Regions from separate parts of the Oryctolagus cuniculus genome. Here region 1 is linked to region 2. A link is a contact called in public Micro-C data. All regions are on one chromosome and are shown on one strand. Each heading gives the region's core, a stretch centred on a gene start, on an enhancer-like site or on the middle of the called end of the contact. The rest is flanking DNA. Distances are from core to core; before and after follow the strand shown. Region 1 has its middle 150 kb from the start of PAG1. Region 2 has its middle 16 kb from the start of PAG1.

What was found. Hi-C and Micro-C count contacts between places; a contact is called where the count stands out from the background.
Region 1: a Micro-C map of ear pinna shows a contact between it and region 2, with 4 times the contacts expected there. The contact joins two enhancer-like sites. A contact is called at or near these places in 3 of 6 Hi-C or Micro-C datasets (ear pinna, skin fibroblasts and an unstated tissue).

Annotation. Positions count from the first base shown.
Region 1 is chr6:106,643,656-106,646,355 of mOryCun1.1, forward strand. No RefSeq gene overlaps it. Among named protein-coding and RNA genes, the nearest start is that of PAG1, 150 kb to the left of the region's middle. Within about 2 kb of position 1,411, at least 6 of the 8 cell types and tissues checked have an H3K27ac peak or open chromatin away from gene starts, as enhancers often do.
Region 2 is chr6:106,507,655-106,510,354 of mOryCun1.1, forward strand. No RefSeq gene overlaps it. Among named protein-coding and RNA genes, the nearest start is that of PAG1, 16 kb to the left of the region's middle. Within about 2 kb of position 1,352, at least 1 of the 8 cell types and tissues checked has an H3K27ac peak or open chromatin away from gene starts, as enhancers often do.

The DNA.
Region 1 (2,700 bases), core at 161-2,660, 140 kb after region 2:
AGCTGCCTTGAAAAATATACTGGCTTCTTCCTCCCATGCTCCCCATCAGGAGACTCTTCAATTTGAGGAGTGCACTCTGTTTCAGACTGCAGGCCGCTATATCATGTCAGCATTTTCATTAAATACTGTTCGAGCTGGACTTTAAACAAACGGCACGGGGAGCCGCAGCTGCAGCCACTGCAGACACAAAGTTGCCCAGCGCAGAGCGGCTTACATAAGAGGTGCAGGACGCTTACCGGGGAAAGCCAGGTCTAATCAGCTGAATGCTATTCCTCTGAGACCTGTCCCCATGCTTCAAGTGCACAAAATCACACGCACAGGACGTTTTTCTCATTTCATGTGCTTTGGAGCACAAAACCCTGGATTGCCGTATAAGCTGCGGAGTTTTTTTTTTTTTTTTTCGTCTTTTTATTCCACCTCCTTTTCCCTAAAGGACTGGGCTCCAATTATGGAAACGTTGGCAACTTTTGCCAGCGCAAGAGTAGAGTGGGAGATGGATGCGCGGGAAGCCGAAGAAGCAACGGCTTAGCTCCCATTCCCCAAGATCCTTGGCATAGAGGGTCCTCCAGGAGCGGCACAAGGGAGTCCCTCCCTCGAGGACTAGGGCTAGAGGTGACAAGACCCTGCGCACGTCCTCTGCCTCTGTCCCCTCCTTACGCACAGGGCCAAGGAGCTGCAGATGTGCAGTCCACAGCACTGCAAATGCCCCCGGAGCACCTGTCCTCTCCTAGCGCCTTTGCAACTGCCACCCGCGTCAGAGACTGGAGCTGGCCAGTCTTGGACTCCAGCCTCTTCTTTCGTCCCCCTTCTTCGCACCCAACGCTCCCTCTCCAGGCTAACAAGAGGGGCCAGCCCAGGGATGCTGATAATAAAAACGATCCTCTCCTTCCCAAGGCTCCCTCCAACTTCACAAACTGCAGTCAACTTACCGGGACGCGGGTCACGGGGAATCTCCTCGTGGGACGTCGCTCCGTGGCAGCCCCCGCAAACTGGCTGTGCGCTGCGCCGCTGACCCCGCACTGCCCGGCGGCGGCGGCGGGCGCAGGACCAAGGCGCTGCGGCTCTGCACCAGCCGCCTCGGCTCAGCCGTGCCCGGCTTAGGGCACTTGCCAGGGCGCACCACCCGGCGGCGGCGGCTGAGGCTGCACCCGACCGCAGGGACCGGAGTGCGGCAGCTGCCGCCGGCCCCGGACTGCGGCGCTCCGAGCCCCGGGTGCGTGTCTCCGGCTCCGAGGGAATCCTGGCTCAGTTAGAAACCGCGCACGAGGAAAGCCGCTGCGGGCAGTGCCGCCAGCCCGCCCCCAGTCGGCCGGTCACATCGCGGGCGCGCCGGCGGCCGGGCACCGCAGTCCGCACTCGCCGCCGCGCCGCGGAGAATGACAGGCGCCGAGGCGGCGCGGCGGCGCGGGGCGCGGGGCGCGAGTGCGCATGATCGCGGCCGGCTGCGGCACGTCACGGGGGAGGGAACGAGGGAGGCCGGAGGGGCGGGGAGGGCGCGAGTCGGGCGGGGCCGGGCGGGGTCGGGCGGGGCGCCCCGAGCGGCCCGGCGGGTGCTGCGCTCGGCGTGCTCGCGGCGAGGTGCAGGAAGTCTCCCGCCTGGGGTTTTGTAAACCTGAAGCTCTGTGGTTGAACTTGTTTGTCTCTAGAGTCCATTGTCTCTTCAGAAGCGCTGTTTATCTAAGCAGTCGTTGAGATCCCAGGCGAGCCCACAAAAGCCCGTGGAACTCAGGTTATAGCTGATTCATAAAGGGCTGCGATTTGGGGGACAATGGACCTTAGTCCATTAAAATACCATGGGAGCTTACGAGAGCCCTTTGCGCCGGCCGCACCCTAGAATAAGTAAGCCAGACCGCTGGCATCAGCCCAGGTATCAGTAGGTGGTAAAGCTTGTCCAGAGATACCAAGTTACAGCAGTGCTTCCTAAGCCCAGATCTCGGGATTCAGTAGGTCAGGGAGGGGCCGGCGAGACCCAGCTTTTCCTACAAGCTCTGGGAGGATGCCCACGCAGTAGGTCCCGACTGCCCCATCCTTGCTTCTTCAAAGTGTGGCTGGTCTACCACCTGCACCGGAACTGGTGCCCTGCTCGCGAATCACGCGAAGGCCTTTTTAAAATTGCAGACCAAATTCCTGGGCCCTACCTACCCACTGTGGCCCTGGTTCAGCCACTGTGCCACGGTGGGGCTCTGGAATTCCAGGAGTCCTGAGCGCTCACGATCAATCTGATAGCAGCTTTGTTTGGACCAGTCTTCAGGTCCAGCCACCGGCCGAGTGGGGATGGACTTGTGCAATGACAGAGAGCGCAGCCATTTCTGGAACTCGGGAGAGCTGACGCTAAGCCTCGTGCATTCTAAAGCAACTGGTGCTTTCTTTCAGTCCAGATTCTCTGCGCCTGTTACACGTTACTTATCTGGGAAAGAAAGTTGTAAGCGGTGTGAAACATTCGACACACACTCGGTATTGAACACTGGTTTCACGGATCATTAAAGGGGGCTTAAAGTTGACGGGGAAGCAGGCCATTTAGAAGGGGTAGGGGAAGAGTGATGGAGTAAGAGATGTTAGGGCGATGCGCAGGAAAGGGCATTGTTGGAGGAAACAAACTTGGGACTCAACCTAGAGCTTCAAAAGGTGCTTTGGGGAAATGCCAGGTGTGGCTTCCTGCAGATGTTGAGCTGGGGGACAGATGTTGAGCTGGAAGGGACA
Region 2 (2,700 bases), core at 102-2,601:
CCCCTCTCAGGTTCTGCTTCCGACACCAGAGAGCAGGAAGTTCACTCCTGCCTGGGCTGCCTTCTTCTCATTCCCAGCTGGGCCTTAGTCACAGGCTTCCTTTCCAAGGGACTGCAGTCTTTCAGGCCGTCCACCGCACTGTGACATGCGTGGGGAGACCACACGGGTCTATCGCCAGCACCATTTGCAGTCACACTGGTGAAGCAATGCTTTGCAGTCTGTTCACGTGACTTCGGAGGCTCAGTGACCCAGCCCCCTCCCTTCTCTCCATAATATAAAAGACTTAACCAAAATCAAACTTTGACTTCTTTGCTGAGAAGTTCAGAACTGTACTCTTGGACATACGTGCCCCTCAATCCTACCATGATACGCATGGCTCATTACACTTAAAAGACCAGATTCAGTTGAACACTTGCTTAGATGGGGCCGATCTCCAATGCTCCACTCCATCCCCAACCCAAGCCCTTGCCCCCACCACGCTGCTTCACAGAGACGGCACATCAAAAGATGCTGATGCTGGGAACAGTAAACCCTCCAGGCTGGAGAAGCAGAACTGAAGAGCACATGACGGTCTAAGTCGCATAACAGGGATGTCAGCAGAGGTGTTCGGGTCTGTAACACTGGGACCCAGAGCTGAGTCTGATGTGTCTACCAACTGCTGTGTCTCCCCTGCGTTAGGTGGACTTCCATTGCAAGGGCTGCTGATTGAACAGAGTTAGGAATCTACCCAGGGAGTGGAAAAAATGTCACTCAATTTATTAACTCATTACCTAGTGCTTCCTCCATCATGCTTATCTTTGATCTTCATCTAATATTTAAAAATATCCAGAATTATTTCAGGGCTGGCATTGTAGTGCAGTGGTGGGGTAAGCTGCCACTTGTAACAATGGCATCCCTTATTGGAGAGTGGGATTTACCTGGCTGCTCCACTTCTGATCCAGCTCTCTGCTATGGCCTGGGACAGCAGTGGAAGATGGCGCAAGTGCTTGGGCTCCTGCACCCATGTGGGAGATCTGGATGGAGTTCCAGGCTCTGGGCTTCTACCAGGCCCAGCCCTGTCTGTTGTGGCCTTTTGGGTGAGCAGGGCGCTGGACCAGAAGCGGAGCAGCTGACATCCCTCTGTTTCTGTCTCTCCTCCTTTCTCTGTTGGTGTGCTTTTCAAATAAGTAGTCCATAGATATTTTAAAAAATAATTATTTATGTTATAAATATAATAAAATACTTCTTGATTCTTCAACACTAGGATGTGAATCCTCAAACCACATCCCTATTATTCACCACTGTGACTGTGAACTGCCTAGGGCTGGGGCGATACCTCAAGACTGACTGGCTTGATTAAGAGTAAGTCAGAGTCAGAGCTTGTATCCAACAGTGTGGGATCTCAGGACGTGTCCTCACCAGCTTCTGCCAGGAGAGGGCAGGGAAGGCAGATGCTCCAAGTATGACTCCCAGCTCCCTGCGTCATGGCTTTGGTAGAGTGAGGCCTCTCAAGGGGTGGCCCTGAGAACTTGTTGGAAAGGCAGAATTGTGCAGCTTGCACTAGGCTTGTGAGCCAGACACTGTAGCGTGGGATGATGCACTCTGTTTACACAAACACTCCAGGTGATGGTGACACACCTGAAACGCGGCAAGACTGTCCTAGAACAGTGCCTCTCAAACCCAAATGTGACTACAGATGACCGAGGACCCTGTGAGGGTGTGGGATCTGACTCAGCCAGTCTGGGGTGCAGCCGGGATTCTGCCCTTGTGTCTGGCCCCAGCTGCTGTCTGGCTGCCTGCTGTGGACTGTGGTGTGGTAGTGACAGTGCCGGTATTCAGGCTCCTTCCAGTGAGGGTTGAAGGGTTCCCAGGACTGGCACATGGTCGTCACTCCCTCCAAGTTTAAGAGAAGACAGGGATAGAGCTCTGTCTCCCAGAAGCTCTTTGGATTCCCACACAGGGACTGAAACACAAAGCAGCCCTTTCTCAACCCAGAGTCTACTAACACAGCACTCAGTGAAAACACAGACCCTGGGGGCCGCTGTGTGGCAAAGCAGGTCAAGCTGCCTTCTGGGTCAACAGCCAGAAGTGGCCAACACCCAAATGGGTGTCAGTTTGAGTCCCGGCTGCTCCACTTCCAATCTAGTTCCCTGTTAATGCCTTTGTACCCACATGGGAGATCCTGACAGAGTTCCAGGCTCCTAGCTTTGGTCTGGCCCAGCCCTAATTGTTGTGGTCATTTGGGGAGTGAGCCAGCTAATGAAAGATGTCTCTCTCTCTGTGTCACTCCCTTTCTCTGTAACTCTGCCTTTTAAATAAACAAAATGTGTTAAAAAACAACAACAACAACAACAACAACAACAAACCAGATTCAGGTTCTGTTCTTTCCTACCAAACTGCTGTGTGGCTGAACCAAAAAACAAACAAACAAAAACCCTGTGCCTCAGTTTCCCTTCCCAATGCAGTCATTTCTTAGATTTTTAGATTTCATCCCAGATCTCTTCCATTGTTCAACAAAAGCAGCCAGTGCCTCCTAACACCTAAAGCAAAAATGCAGGACTTTCCACACCTGGGCAAATGCTGCCCAGCAAGAACCTTACATTCTCAACGGGCTCCACAGATGGCAGCCTCAGTAATTCATGGGAAAGCCTGCTGTAGCGGTGCCACTTAAAGGGACGTCAGGCAGAGAAATCAAGGGCGGCCATTTCCATCAGCGCACAG